2 separate regions of the Mus musculus genome follow, and region 2 is linked to region 1. Evidence: chromatin contacts called from public Hi-C data. All regions are on one chromosome and are shown on one strand. Each heading gives the region's core, a stretch centred on a gene start, on an enhancer-like site or on the middle of the called end of the contact. The rest is flanking DNA. Distances are from core to core; before and after follow the strand shown.

Evidence for each region. A called contact is a pair of places that touch in the nucleus more often than the background predicts.
Region 2: a contact with region 1 is called in a Hi-C map of the C2C12 cell line, with 4 times the contacts expected there. The contact joins the promoter of Chit1 here to the enhancer-like site in region 1. A contact is called at or near these places in 19 of 39 promoter capture datasets (the 3T3-L1 cell line, 3T3-L1-derived adipocytes, the HPC-7 cell line and 11 more), 1 of 15 datasets of contacts at CTCF or cohesin (embryonic stem cells), 107 of 484 Hi-C or Micro-C datasets (the 3T3-L1 cell line, 3T3-L1-derived adipocytes, B cells and 62 more), 15 of 115 datasets of contacts at active chromatin or transcription factors (bone marrow-derived macrophages, craniofacial prominence, embryonic basal ganglia and 10 more) and 5 of 9 other capture datasets (adipose tissue, embryonic stem cells, liver and 2 more).

What each region holds. Positions count from the first base shown.
Region 1 is chr1:133,897,526-133,904,592 of GRCm38.p6, reverse strand. Optc (opticin) reads left to right here. Exons shown (of 7, transcript NM_054076.3): 3 at 811-943; 4 at 2,440-2,598; 5 at 3,403-3,605; 6 at 6,156-6,251; 7 at 6,623-7,067. The coding sequence ends at 6,793. Among named protein-coding and RNA genes, the nearest start is that of Optc, 6.1 kb to the left of the region's middle. Within about 2 kb of position 5,077, at least 22 of the 459 cell types and tissues checked have an H3K27ac peak or open chromatin away from gene starts, as enhancers often do. A contact at or near this core is called in the C2C12 cell line, CD8 T cells, Th2 cells and 3 more, where this site is marked.
Region 2 is chr1:134,106,624-134,113,690 of GRCm38.p6, reverse strand. Chit1 (chitinase 1 (chitotriosidase)) reads right to left here and starts at 2,449. Exons shown (of 12, transcript NM_001284525.1): 1 at 2,329-2,449. It also overlaps the pseudogene Gm8618.

The DNA of each region.
Region 1 (7,067 bases), core at 3,828-6,327:
TGTCAAGAAGGCTAGGCTAGCCGGCCAATGAGCCTCCCCATCTCCAAGATTATGAGCCTTAATCAAAGACCATGGCAAAGCAAACTATAGTGAATTCTGGGGACCAAACTCATGCCCTCCTCTCACAAAGCAACTGCATTACAACAGTGCTATCTTCCCAGGCAGGCATAAGGTACAAATTCTTATCCCTCCTGAGGAACTTGTCACTTACAGGCCACTACAAGAGAGGACACTAGCCACCGATATCTTACTCCATGTGGCACACTTGGTAGGACCACTCCCAGGAGGAGTCCTCATGGGGTCCTCCCCATGAGCCACGACATGGGGTGAGGGTCAGCAGTGTCTCCATGTTCTCCCTAAAAAAAGGGAAATGCTAGCTTGTGAACTTGTAGTCTGTCTTCCAGTCTGAAGTCCTCCCAGATCTCCTGTCCTCTGCAGAGACTAACTATGTGTGGCATGGTCCATCTGCGATGTGACAAGGGTCTGGGTAGAGAAAGGGAGTAGTGCCAACCTATACAATGGAGAGGACGGAATGAACACCAGCCTGGATGACCAGAGATCCAGACTTCAGCTCTATGTTGGGAACTTCTGAGCCCCCTTCCTCTTTTGACCTTAATGTCTTCATCTGTGTATGGAGTCGCTCAATGCTCTGCTCGATAAGGCCCCTTCCTTGCTCCATCTTTATATCTCCCTCCCTCCACTTATTCCTCTGCAAGAGTTTAAACTGGGTAATTGAGGTTTCCAGGGGTCATGGTTAAGTCCTTCTCAGGCATAGACCGGTCTGTGGTGTGCTTTGTGCTGTATCTCCAGGCTAAAATAAGCAATCTGACTCTTCCAACAAGAACTAGTCCCACTAGCACTGTGGCTCAGAAGACATTGTCACCAAACCTCACGATGGCCGTACCTACCACCACTGGCCTACTAAACTCCCAGAGCAGTCATGGTAAGTGCGTGCAATCAGAAGATCACAGTATTCATAGGTCACGCATGGGCCAAGCAACCTTAAGCTAGCACCAGGCAGTTCTACAGTGGGGTGTGGTGAGGGCTAAGGCCAGGGGGTCCTGGGTCTGGGTTGTCTTCTGAGAGCAGGAAAAGAAGGAGAGGTTGTCATGGTAAAACCAAGCACCACCACCATAAAGGGGGAGTGGCCGGCTGTCCCTGATACTTTTGTATAAATATTATGCACAAGTTGAGTGGGACGCAAAGCAAGCAAGCAAGCACTCCTACACCTTAGCGAAGCCACCCTACCTTAATTAACAGCATCACTTGGGGGAACAGTTTGAGTGGTAATTAGATTAGAGATGATTAAAAGCCTAGAGAGGAGAATAAGTAACTGTGGCTGTCACTTGGCATGGGAGCAAATGAAGCAGAGACACTAGCTTCAGTTTCAAATTCCCCCTTGTTAGCACCCCTCAGCCCCTCCCCCAATGCCTTCCTCCTTCCCTTGAGACTGGGATGCAGCACCCCTGACTCTGATCAAAAGCCTGGGACCCAGGAGGAATGAAGCTTATTCAGGAATTGCTGGTGCTCGGTGTCCTGTTCTCCTCTAGGATATTCGCCAGCATGGACCTGGGCTACTGAAGTGGGGATGGCCATGGGAAGTCCATTCTCATAGCTATAGTCTCAGACCTGAAGAGACCATAAAGGGTCTCAGTCACACCTGCCTTTCTTAGCCTTGGAAGAAGAAGGGCACAGAGCCTCGGTCCCCTGCCCTGGCTTGTCCCTCCTGCTGCTTCATTTTCTGGACTGTGAACTTTCTTCTGGTGCCTTTTGGATACAAGCCTCCCTCTAAGTCATCTCTGAGCTCTTGTGATAGCCAGGGACACTAACATTGGTCAGCTGTCTGAATTTCTTGACCATTGGGTGCAGAGAGAGCACTCGGGACAGAGAAGAGGCCAGGGCTGTTCTCCAGTGTAAAATCAGGATACTGATGACATCCCAAGAGGGAACAGATGCTAAGCAGGCACGGTCCGTTCTACCTTAGCTCTGCTATGCTTCCTGAATCCACATAGAACATGGCCAGCTCCTCTTCCAAAGACAGAGACAGCAACGATTGACCACTCCATATAATTCTAGCTTTTTCCATCTACACTGTACCTTTTGACACTAGAGAAGAGTCCTCTGGAAAAGAGATAGACAGAGGTCCTAGAAAGAGCCACATAAACTCAGAACTTAAAAGGATCAGGGTCTGATGAAAGCACCAAGGAGCCTTGCATTGAGTGATAGTTAGGTGAATCCTCTTTTAAGCCAGGACTGAGAGCAACTATGAGTGTTGCCTGGGTGCATTGTGTTGGGTGATTCTGGGGGGAGAAAACCATCCATCTAAGGGCCACAGATGCCCATGGCTTAGACATCCACTGAGGCAAAGATCACTGGCCACAGAAGCCTGAAGAGAGTCTGACCAGAGCTTTCCCTCTGTTCTGTCTTCTACTCGGCCAGGCCTGCCTACCTGCCTGGTCTGTGTGTGCCTTGGCTCTTCTGTCTACTGTGATGATGCAGACCTGGAGAACATCCCTCCTCTTCCCCAGATGACCACCTACCTATATGCTCGCTTCAACCACATCAGCCACATCCAGGCTGGAGACTTCAAAGGGCTGAGTGAGTTAGGCTTCGAGACAGGGTGATGGCAAGGCAGAGAGGACTGCCAGGGTACAGACACGAGCTCCTGGCTGTCAAAGGGACAGAGGCCCCAATTCTTCCAGTTCCTTTCCTTTAAGATTTTAAAATGGCAGGCAGAAGTAGCCAGTTCTTCTCATGAAAGATCTGGGGCACAGGAAAAGGAAGGTCTGTTCGAGGCAACATTTCCAAAAGGTTCCAGCATTGTTGGCCTCTGGGACAGACCTCCCTCCTGGCCTCCCACAGTTGGCCTCTGGGTTAGACTCCCCTAAGCTTCTTCTCTATGGCCCTGATGCCTTTAACAAGCTTTTTACTATTTCTTTGATTTGCTACTTCCTAGCATATTCTCTGTTTGAGGTGGAAGGCAGGAGCTGGCCTCCAGCTTCTACCTCACATTGTTGATAGCCTTTTGGGTCCTCCATGTAAAGTAAGCTGTGCAGGAGTGTGTAGGTGGGGTAGCAGGGTGAATGCAGCAATTCCTGAACTTATTGATTATTGTCCTTGGAGAAGGGGGTGGGAATTAGGGGGTGGAAACGAGTCTTTTAAGGTAGGTTAACTACCATAGAACCAAAGCTCTCGAGAAAGTTATTGTGGAATGCCATGTTTTTTCTAAAAGGAGATCTGATTTGGCCTCATTTCTTGTGGTCTGGACTTGGTGCAGGAGGTGAGCTAGTTAGAACTCCCTTGCAAAGAATGGGCCAAGTTATGGAGGCAGCACAGCCCACACGGGGCCAGGAGGGATAGATGCTCCAGTTTCACCCTGTGTTCTCTCCCAACATCCACCAGCAAAACTGAGAAGGATCGACCTCTCTGGCAACTCCATCTCCTCCATCCACAACGATGCCCTCCGCCTGCTGCCTGCCCTGCAGGATCTGATCCTTCCAGAGAACCAGCTGGCAGCCCTGCCTGTGCTGCCCAGTGGCATTGAGTTCCTGGACGTCCGCCTGAATCGGCTGCAGAGCTCTGGGATACAGCCTGAGGCATTCGTGGTGAGTCAGGACATCAGTCTGCCGTACGAAGTGCACCCTTCTCATGTACCCTGACCTCACAGCTGTTCATGCTCCACTCTTGTCTAGAGCCAAAAATCAATTCCCATTTTTTTTCCTTTTTCCATGTATGGTTTATTAAACATTCTCTAGAAAAGGGTGTTTTACATCATGCCATCTTGGTAGTGTCTACACCCTCTGCAAATAGGAAACCTGGTGCTATCAGGCCCCAGGATCCTGTTCATGGGGGCAGAACACAAGAAGCCAGTGCCGGCAGCTCCCCCTCCCCTCTGTGAGGATGCTGCTCTAGCGTTGGCCTTTATCTACGCATTTGCTCCTCTTTGTACCAGCGCCCCAGACCAGCTCATCCACTCTGTCCTTGAAAATTCCAGTTTGTCTGTGGAGCTCACTCTGATTCCAACTCCTACAATCCATCTTAATGGCTTTGAAGTCTACCTCTAAATAGTCAGTGACTCTCCATGGTCAGATTCACAAGAGACACAACTTGATGCGTGTCTTAGTTAGGGTTTCTGTTGCTGTGAAGGGACACCATGACCACGGCAACTCTTACAAAGGAGAACATTTAACTGGGGGTTTGATTATAGGTCAGATGCATGGTGGCATGCAGGCAGACATGGTCCTGGAGGAGGAGCTGAGAGTCCTACATCCAAATTGGCAGGCAACAAGAAGAGAGAGTGAGCCACTAGGTCTAGCTTGAGTTTCTGAAAGCTCAAAGCCCACAGTGACACACTTCCTCCAACAAGGCCACACCTCCTAAGAACATCATGGGCCTAGGCAGGCTATTTTTATTCAAACCACTACAAGGGGTTACTGGCTAGATTCGAATCATTTGACACAAATGTGATCCTATAGGGCTACCCAAGGAACAGGGCTAGCCAGAGCCCAGGCTATCCTCCACTGAAGACAATGGGAGAATAGACAAGACTGATATGTCCCAACTTGCTGGCTGCAGCACCTGGGAAGGGCCTTCAAAGACCAGTTGCTCGTGTGCAGCCTCTGTCTCTTTGAAGTACAGTCAAACCATACAACAACAACATTTCTATCACTACTGGACTACATGCATGGTGGTGACCCCCTAAGACAGAGTCATCTGTAACTTTGTAGCCCCTAAGACAAGAGTCATCTAGCCCTCTTGGTTTGTGTAAGTAATTTCACAATGACACATTTCTCAGAATGCATTCCTGTCCTTAAAGTAAGCAGTGTTCAATCATGTAGGCTCATTTTTGCAAGCCAATTCATATTTAGAAGTATCAAATAGATAAATAGTAAAAAAAAAAAATTACCATAGTGTGTGTGTGTGTGTGTGTGTGTGTGTGTGTGTGTGTGTGTGTGAACAAGGGTCTTGTTATGTAGTCCAGGATGCCCTCAAACTCATTCTCCCCCTACCTCAGCTCCCTGAGTACAGAAATAACAGGCCATCATCGCTGTGCTCACCAAGAGCTGTGTGCTCCTCAGCCTGTGCTCTTCTTCACAAACATCCTCGCTCCCTGTCTCCTGTGTGCTGTGGGCCTACAGAGGGCCCAGAGAACAGGCTCCGGGCCCCTGGTGGGATGCAAAACCTGCACACATTAGCTTTCTTGGCTGTGCAGGAAGTACTGGGATTGTCCGTACAGGGAGGTCTCTGGCTGTTCTAGCCCTCGAAACATCGACTGTTTCCATATTAGGAGGTGCTTCTCTGCCTTCACTCAGCCCTATTTTCTTGGCCAAGAAAAGGCAGGGGCTTTGCAGCCCTAGGACCTGAGCTCACTGAGTGAGTCACCTCTGATCTTGTTTCCTCGTCTACAAAACAAGGGTGATGAGGCCCACTCGACACAGCCGCTGCAGGACTGAACAGACCCAGCGTTTGCACAGATCACAGGATGGCTAAATGCAGGTAGTGGGTGCTCTGGGAAGAGGTGTCTTGTTCCTCAATGTTCTCTGAGCCCCCGCAGGCTGCTCTCTTCCCTATGTTCCTCTCAGATCAGCCTTTCCTGATTCTGACAGTGCTGTTAAGCTCACATGCGTGTGCCTCAGGTTTTGAGCATGCTCTTCACAGCCACTCTGAGTGGGACATTTGGGAGACTTTTCACCGGTGACAGAGACGTTGAGACTGAGCTGAAATGTCCCACGGTCCTTGTTTTTACCTGGTCCCAGCTCCTCCCAGCCTGTTCTAAAGGTTCCTGTATGTTACCCAGCTGCCTGCTCTCAAGGACAGCAGCTTCCCTTCCCCCTTCAGCATCCAAATGAAGTTAGGATTTGCAAGCCCCTTAAAGAGGCAGCATCCTCAGCTGGGCTTGGTGATGTAGGACTCAGAAAGATGGAGGAGGAGGACCACAAGACTGAGGCCAGCCTGGAATAGATAAAGAATTCCAGGTCAGCCTAAAGTACAAAGTAGGACTGTGGAGAAGGAAGGGAGACAGAGACAGACAGACATACAGGCAGAGACAACTCTACCCCACCAATTGGACCACCTGATGCTGGCCTACTGGGGCACTTCTTCGTGCCAAGAGCTTGACATGACCCACGGGTCTCCCATTCTTTATGTCCCTATAGGCGCTGAAGAAGCTGCAGTTTCTCTACCTGGCCAACAACATGCTGGATTCCATCCCTGGGCCTTTGCCCCTCAGCCTGCGCTCTCTGCACCTGCAGGTGAGCAGCCTTAACCAGACCAAGGATAAAAATATAGTGTGTGCAGTCGGTCAAAGGCAGATAACAGGGGAATGCAGAACGTGGCCATGGAAGTGATGTTCTCCACTCCTTTTTAAAACATCACCTCCCCTTACCTATTGGTATTTCACCTGCCTTAGGGCCCTGCTATGCCTACCTCCCGTCTCATCTCATCCCGTTAGGGCCTCCCCACTTCCCTCCTTCTACTCTTATCTTTTCTAATTTCTTTACTCTCTCTTCACTCTCCACAAGTATCCTCTTCTTGCCCTGTGTGGCCTCAGCTCCACCTACTTTAGCTTCTTCTCCAGCTGCACAGGAGGCTGTGAGCCTTCAATGCGTGCTGCTCCTTCCAGAATAACATGATCGAGACCATGGAAAGCGACACCTTCTGTGACACCGGGGAACACAGACATGAGCGCCGGCAGCTGGAAGACATCCGCCTGGACGGGAACCCCATCAACCTGAGCCTTTTCCCAGAGGCCTATTTTTGCCTGCCACGGCTCCCTGTGGGCCACTTCACCTAGGGCCACTGCTCTTCTCTTCCCAGATGGTGCTAAGAGGCTCACTGAGGGAGCACTATTTACCTGCACCCAGAAAGTCATCTGTAGCCCAAGTTCCAGGCAGCCTGTGAGCCACAGCTGCAAAATTGCACAACACGCACGCACACACACACAGAGACAGAGAGAGAGAGAGACAGACAGACAGACAGACACAGACAGACCGACAGACAGACAGACAGGGCCTTCAGCCACTTAATTTGCATTTCGCCCTCCTCTTTCCCTACACCTTATGGTTCCT
Region 2 (7,067 bases), core at 1,200-3,699, 210 kb before region 1:
CAGGGGTGACTGAACTGTGAGCAGCGGACCCTTGCAGCAAGAAGGAAAAGGAACAGTGTGGCCAAGAAGGGGGTCTGGTGTGCAAGTGCTACCACACTCAATCTCGGTCTGAACACCGACAGTGCTTCCTTCCACACGCATAGGCACGCCGCAGACTGCCAGTGTCGTATGTCCTTCCATGGCACACAACCTTGTCAGGTAGCAGTCGCAACTGTGTCTTATAAACAAGGACAGCAAGCGTGTAAAGGACGTACTCCAGGCTGGTCTTGAACTCTTAGCTCTTTCAGCTCTCCACTCTGGTTGCTAAAATTCCTGGGGAATAAAGCCTAGATATATTCTAAGCTTCAGATTCTTTGTGGATATTCAGGCCTTCGGGTTTCTCAGGATGCTGCCCCTGGAGGCAAACCCTCTCCCGTTTCAATCTCTCTGACACCATGAGTTACAATCCTGTCTCCAGCAGCTGCTCTTGTAGCTACTTGTGAGACTAGTTAGTCATTTGTTGCCCATGGATATTGAGTTTTCTCTGTCCTCTCTCCATGTTCCCTTACAGACAATACCAGATGCAGTGTTCTTTGTCCCACCGCACAGGCAGGCACAGTGGCCAATTATTGTGGCATCCTACTCAAGTCTCCCTATCCTTTTTCATGTCTTTGTGCTTTTTTTTTTAAAGATTTATTTTATTGTTTTTGTTTGTGAGTCTGTGCGTGGGTGTGTGCCCATATATGTGGGTACCTGTGGAGATCAGAAAAGGGCACTGGATCCCCTAGAGCTAGAGCTACATGCAGCTATGGGCTGCACTGTTGTGGCTGCTGTGAGCTGAACTCTGTTACTCTACATGACATGAGAGCAAGCGTGACTCTCTTAACTGTTGAGCCATCTCCAGCCCCAGGATTTTTAAAACAAACAAGTATATTGATGGTTAAAATGGAGCCTCTTTCTCTGCACCCCCCGGGTATTGGTTATGGAGTGAGTGGGAGTCAGTGCTGTTTCCTGGTTCCTTACAGCCCCACAGTGGCACAGATGGAGGGCTTGGCTGTGCTGCTTGTGGGCAGGAGGGAAGCCCCAGAGAATGACCTCTTTCTAGAGCTACTGTGTACCCATGGCTTCTTTTCCATGGTGTGGTTCCCTGCCTCAACCAGCACAGTAAAGTCCTTGATTCCTGCATGTGACACTCAATTCTAAACCCACCAGCCCCCTGAGACTCTGTGATGATAGCTGTCTGGGCATTGTCTATTAGGTGGACAAGTGAAAGCTCTGGCCACATCGGTTATGATTTATTTTAATTGTCATTTTAGGGCACAGGTCTACTAGTTTGTTTGTTTGTGTCTTAGTTGGGGTTTCCGTTGCTGTGAGGAGACACCATGACCAAGGCAACTCTTATAAAGGCAAACATTTAACTGGGGCTGGCTTACAGTTTTAGAGGTTTAATCCATTATCATCATGGTAGGAAGCATGGCAGCATGTGGGCAGACATAGTGATGGAGAAGGGCCTGAGAGTTCTACATCTTGTTCCAACTGCAGTCAAGAAAGGCATCCTCAGGTCACTTGGGGGAGAGTCTCAAAGTTCACCCCCCACAGTGACACACTTCCTCTACCTCTCCTAAGAGTGCCATTCCTTGCACCAAGCATATCCAAACCACCACATTCTACCCCCTAGCCCCATAAACTTGTTCAAACATATGAGTCTATGGAGGCCATACCCAGATTAACAGAATGCAAAATATATTTAGTCCAACTTCAAAAGTCCCCATAGTCAATAGCAGTCTCAACAAGGTTAACTATCTGTTGTTCAACTGCAAACACACAAGCAATAAGCGTAGCTTGCTGAAAATCACCACTCCCTTAATCTGTTTATCTCCTCAAACACAGGATTTACCTACATCGCACTTCCCGATGCCCATTTTGTATTTTTCCTTTCTAAGCTTGCTACACTTGATCAAAACACTCTTCATGGGAGCGAACCAGAGGACAAAGTCTATGCTGGGCTTTTCTGAGACTTCTTCTGTCAATGCAATTAATCTGATTCTCTTTCTTTGCCTTCGCCTTAGCTTCAAGCAGACTCTTCAGACAAGGGCAAAAAGCAGCCACGTTCTTCAGCATAACTTCATAAGAATGTTCTCCAAGCAACATACTAAAATTCCTCTCCTCTGAAACCCCTTGAGCAAGGTCTGCACCATTCATATCACCCTCCAAACAAAAGCATGGTCAGGCCTATCATAGCAATACCCCAGTCTCTGGTACCAACTTCTGTCTTAGTTAGGGTTTCCACTGCTATGAAGAGACAAGGCAACTCTTATAAAAGCAAGCATTTAGTTGGGGTTGGCTTACAGTTTCAGCGGTTTAATCCATCATCATCATGGTGAGAAGCATGGCACTGTCTAGGCCGACTTGGTGCTGGAGAAGGAGCCGAGAGCTCTACAACTTGTTCCAACTGCAGTCAGGAGAAACTGACATCCTCCGGCCTCTAGGGGGATCTTAAAGGCCACCACTACAGTGACTCACTTCTTCCTACAAGGTCACACCTTCTAGTAATGCCACTCCCTGGGCCAATCCACACTACCACAGTTTGGCTTTGTTTTTATGAGACAAGGGTTCTCTGTGTAACCTTGGTTATTCTCAAACTCTAGCTGAAGACCTGAACTCACAGAGATCTGCCTACCTCTGCTTCCTGAGTGCTGGGATTAAAGAAAAGCCTGTGTCACCACCACCACCCAGCTTTTTTTTTTTTTCCAATTTATTTATTTTTATTTTGTGAGCATTGGTTTTTTGGTCTGCCTGCCTGTCTGAAGATGTCAGATCCTCTGGAACTGGAGTTACAGACAATTGTGAGCTGACATGTGGGCGCTGGGAATTGAACCCAGATCCTCTGGAAGAACAAACATTGCCCGTAACCACTGAGCTAACTCTCCAGCCCCTAACTGCTGCTATTTTTTTTTTAAAGCTTGCTACAAGCCATATGTTGCTACGTCCTGAGTATGCCACCCCATCCAGCTCACGGTTACCATATCTCTTGACTACAGCAAGAGGCCAGGCAGGGTAGCTGACAGGCAGGGCAGCTGACTGACATCATCTAGGCGTGAGTAGGCACACACTATTGTTTGCTCAATAGGAGAAGCACCCAATGGCACAATGATTTCCATCCTTAAGCAGAGATGGCTGTAATGTTTCTCATGCAATAGCTGATGAAGGTACAGAGGAACACAGAGGGACTCAAACCCACATACTATGGTAGGGGAGTGTGGGCATAAGAACCCTCAGACTCAAATCCCCAACACACACACACACACACACACACACACACACACACACACACACACACAGAGCAGCTAGGTAGTTTTAGACTTGTCCTTGACTTCATAGTCATATGGCCAACCGTGTGTGTGGGGGGTGGTGAATCTCAAAGAAACAAACTAAAAAGAAGAAACTGCCCTGATACATTCATTTGCTGCTAATTGGACAAACCCAGTCACATGACCATACCTAAGTGGATGGAAGTCTGGGAAATGTAGTCCTCCAGGGTTTTGTGTGTGTGTGTGTGTGTGTGTGTGTGTGTGTGTGTGTGTGTGGTGGGGAATACTGGAAGATGTATGTATCTTACCATGAGAAGACTGTTAACTGGAGCCTCAGAAGCACAGTACGTACAGTACGTAGTGGAGTCTGGAACATACATACACAACACCCACCTCCACCCACCCACCCACCCTCACTCACCCCCAGCCCCTCTTCTTCCAAACCCAGATAGTCTGGGATGTGCGATGACTTCTCTTGAGCCACCATGACCATTCCCATCGTCATACTCTTACTTTTAACCCCACCAGACTCCCAGAATCAGCTAGAAACTTTTTTTTTTCAGAATATGAAAATTTATTCCTATGTTTCCATTGTCAAATTTTATGATCTTGGCCGTTCTTTCTTGCCTTTGTATAGAGCCAACAGAGAAACATTGGCTACTTTAACCACCTTAAAGCGGACTCCAGGAACATCACCTACAGCATGACCTTTTCGACCAAATCCAGCAACCGGAACTTCATCATTTTCCTCAATGAAGTTCAGGCAGCCATCATTGGGCACGAACGCTGTGATCTTCTTGCCGTTTTTAATGAGCTGCACCCTGACGCGCTTCCTGATGGCAGAATTTGGCTGTTTGACCTCAACCCCTACTTTTTCCAGCACAATTCCCTTTGCATGAGAGGCGCCCCCAAACGGATTGGCCTTCAGGGCTGTGCCCAAGTGGGCTTTCTTGTACTGTCTATCATGCCACTTCTGGTCCTGTCGGTGACTGCGGAGCTTCCGGGCAGTTCGGAGACCACGACACTTGCCCATCTTGCGGGCGCCACGGGCCTAAGAGAAAGCTTTTTTGTTTTTTGTTTTTGTTTGTTTGTTTGTTTTTTTCTAGACAGGGTTTCTCTGTGTAGCCCTGGCTGTCCTGGAACTCACATTGTAGACCAGGCTGGCCTCCAACTCAGAAATCTGCCTGCCTCTGCCTCCCAAGTGCTGGGATTAAAGGTGTGTGCCACCACGCCCGGCTCTAGAAACTTCTTATGAGGGCTGATTGGGAATCTAGAGAACAGATACCCTCCACCCCTTATAAGGACCTGTAACTAAGTCTACTTAACAGATCCTGAGGCAGGCTACCCTGGTGAATCCACTGTGCTGAGATGCTCTCAGAAGGGTCTCAGGCATCTGAAAGCCAGCCAGGGGCAGAAGCCGAGAGTGGAGTATATTGTGCACTCTCGGCTCAGAGCCGGCTCTTGGTGGGCATCAGAGTCTCACATGCGTCTATTAAAGATTTCCAGAGGCAGACATCAACCTTTGGCCAGACAATCCTTGTTCACAAGTTTAGAGTAGAGCCCAGAAATCTTTCTTAGGTCATATCTTCTTCAACATTTATTTGAAGTTGTACATTTTTCTGGTTTACTTCCAAAGGGAGCCCCTCCCCCTCTCTGATAAAATTAAGACTCTGGCAAAATATCCTGTTTATCCTTTATGGACCCTGGTTTTTGACATAGTACTCACATTCCTCCATGTCACTGTGCTGATGCATTCGGTTTCTATACAACGCTAGGCCGTAAGGACTATTTTCCTGACTGACAATATGTCGGGAAACAGAGGTTCAGAGATGGAGCTCTGGCTGCCCAAAATAACACTGATCTGCTGAAGTGGGACCCGGGTCCCAGGCAATGGCTTCAGATCCTTGTCCTGTAATCACTGGGCTGCATCTTCCCCGGGTTCCCTGGGTGTCAGGTTGATCTATTCTAGGGTGGCTCTTGACTATACGAGAGAACCAAGGAGGAAAGGTGACCAAAAGAAACCCTCTCCTAGGTGACAACAGGAGCCTTGAGGATTGCGTGTCACTCACTCCAGCAGACACACAGCCTACAAAGGTCCCTGGAGAGGTAATATGACGTCCCAACTTGGAGCCCATGCTGCAGGTAGCCAGGACTAGATAGGAGTGGGGAGAGCCAGCCCCTAACTCAGTCAAAGCACTTACTGATGATGAAGGTCCAGCGAGCAGAGACCAAACAGCCAGTCCCATGAAAAGCAGCACGTGTGCTCTGTCCCGACTGTGTGAGACACGAGCGGCCTCATGGCCCTGGGCATGCTGAGCACAGAGGGAAGGTGCCCAGGAGTCCCCTGGTAAAGACAGGCCTGGCCCACGCTCTCTGAGGAGATTCTACGTGACCTCCAGCCATGCCCTGGGTATGTGATATGCACTTCAGTGCTCCCTGGTCATCTGGGGTGCCCCCCAACCCCACTGCCCTTGGATGGAAGCTTCTTCATGGGAGAGATGTCACAACCTCTTGTCCCAGACTTAAGTACCCCCTACAGGCCCTTGGTCTGTTAGGGGCTTTTTCTGTGGATTCCTGTCTCCACCCACCTCATGAGTAGTCAGTCAGCAATGATCGATGTCTGCTCACCTCAGCTGTTCCTGGCAGAATGGGATTGGAATAGGGAAATGGTTCAGAGCTGGCCGGGATGGGGTGGAATTAAGAAGGGAGTTGGTGCAAGTGAGATGGTTTAGTAGATAAAGATGCCTAAGGTAACCTGATGACGAGTTTGATACTTGGGGCCCACATGGCAGAAAGGACTTTGGGACCCGCACGACGGAAGTAGAGAACCAAAGTTTTCTCTGACCCCTCGCCCTTCCACTGTGTTATGTTTATGTGAGCGCACACATACAAACACGTACACTGTAAATAAACTAAAATGAAAAGTGCCGGGGAGTAGGGCTATGGTTCGGTGAGTAACCTGAACTTGAAGGCATTTGCTTACCAAGCCTGAAAACTTGAGATGAATTCCCAGGGTCCATGGTGAGAAGAGAGAATTGGCTCCAAGTGTTGTCTTCTGGTCCTCACAGATATGTGCAAACAAATAAATAATAGTGGTGTTGGTGGTGGTAGTGGTGGAGGTGATGATGATGGTGATGGTGATGGTGATGATGATAACTTTTAAATGAAAAGAGGAGTGTTGGCTGATAGGGCAAGATCTGGAAGGAGGCTGACACATGAGCTGCCTGTAACTCTCTGTGAGCACTTTGAACACCAGCATCTCTTTCATACAGCAGAGAGAGGACGCCTAACTTTGGAAGGATGGGCAGAACTCACTGTTGCCTCCTAAAATAAAAAGAAAGAGATCACTGGGCGCCTACATCCTTCATCTTCTCCATAGAGTGAGACTTTTCCCAGCTTTTAATGGGCCCATCTTGGGGTATGTTCTCAAAGTGACCAGCAGGGGGAGGAAGACCTCCATTTTGGTCCCAAGCGGCACTTGATGGGGAGGGACCTGTCTGAATAGGTACGCTCCAGGCCAGGTGTGACTCAGCCCAGAAAAGGAACCTGTCGTTCCAAGAAGTCTGAACTGAGCCTGGATGTTTATTTATAAAGACAATCACTATTTCCCACTCTGACTTCCTCTGAGAGTGTTTGTGATTGGGAGTCTCTCTCTCTCTCTCTCTCTCTCTCTCTCTCTCTCTGTGTGTGTGTGTGTGTGTGTGTGTGTGTGTGTGTGTGTGTGCATGTATAACCCTGTCTGTGTGCAGGGGAGTCAGCCTAAATCCTGGACTCTGG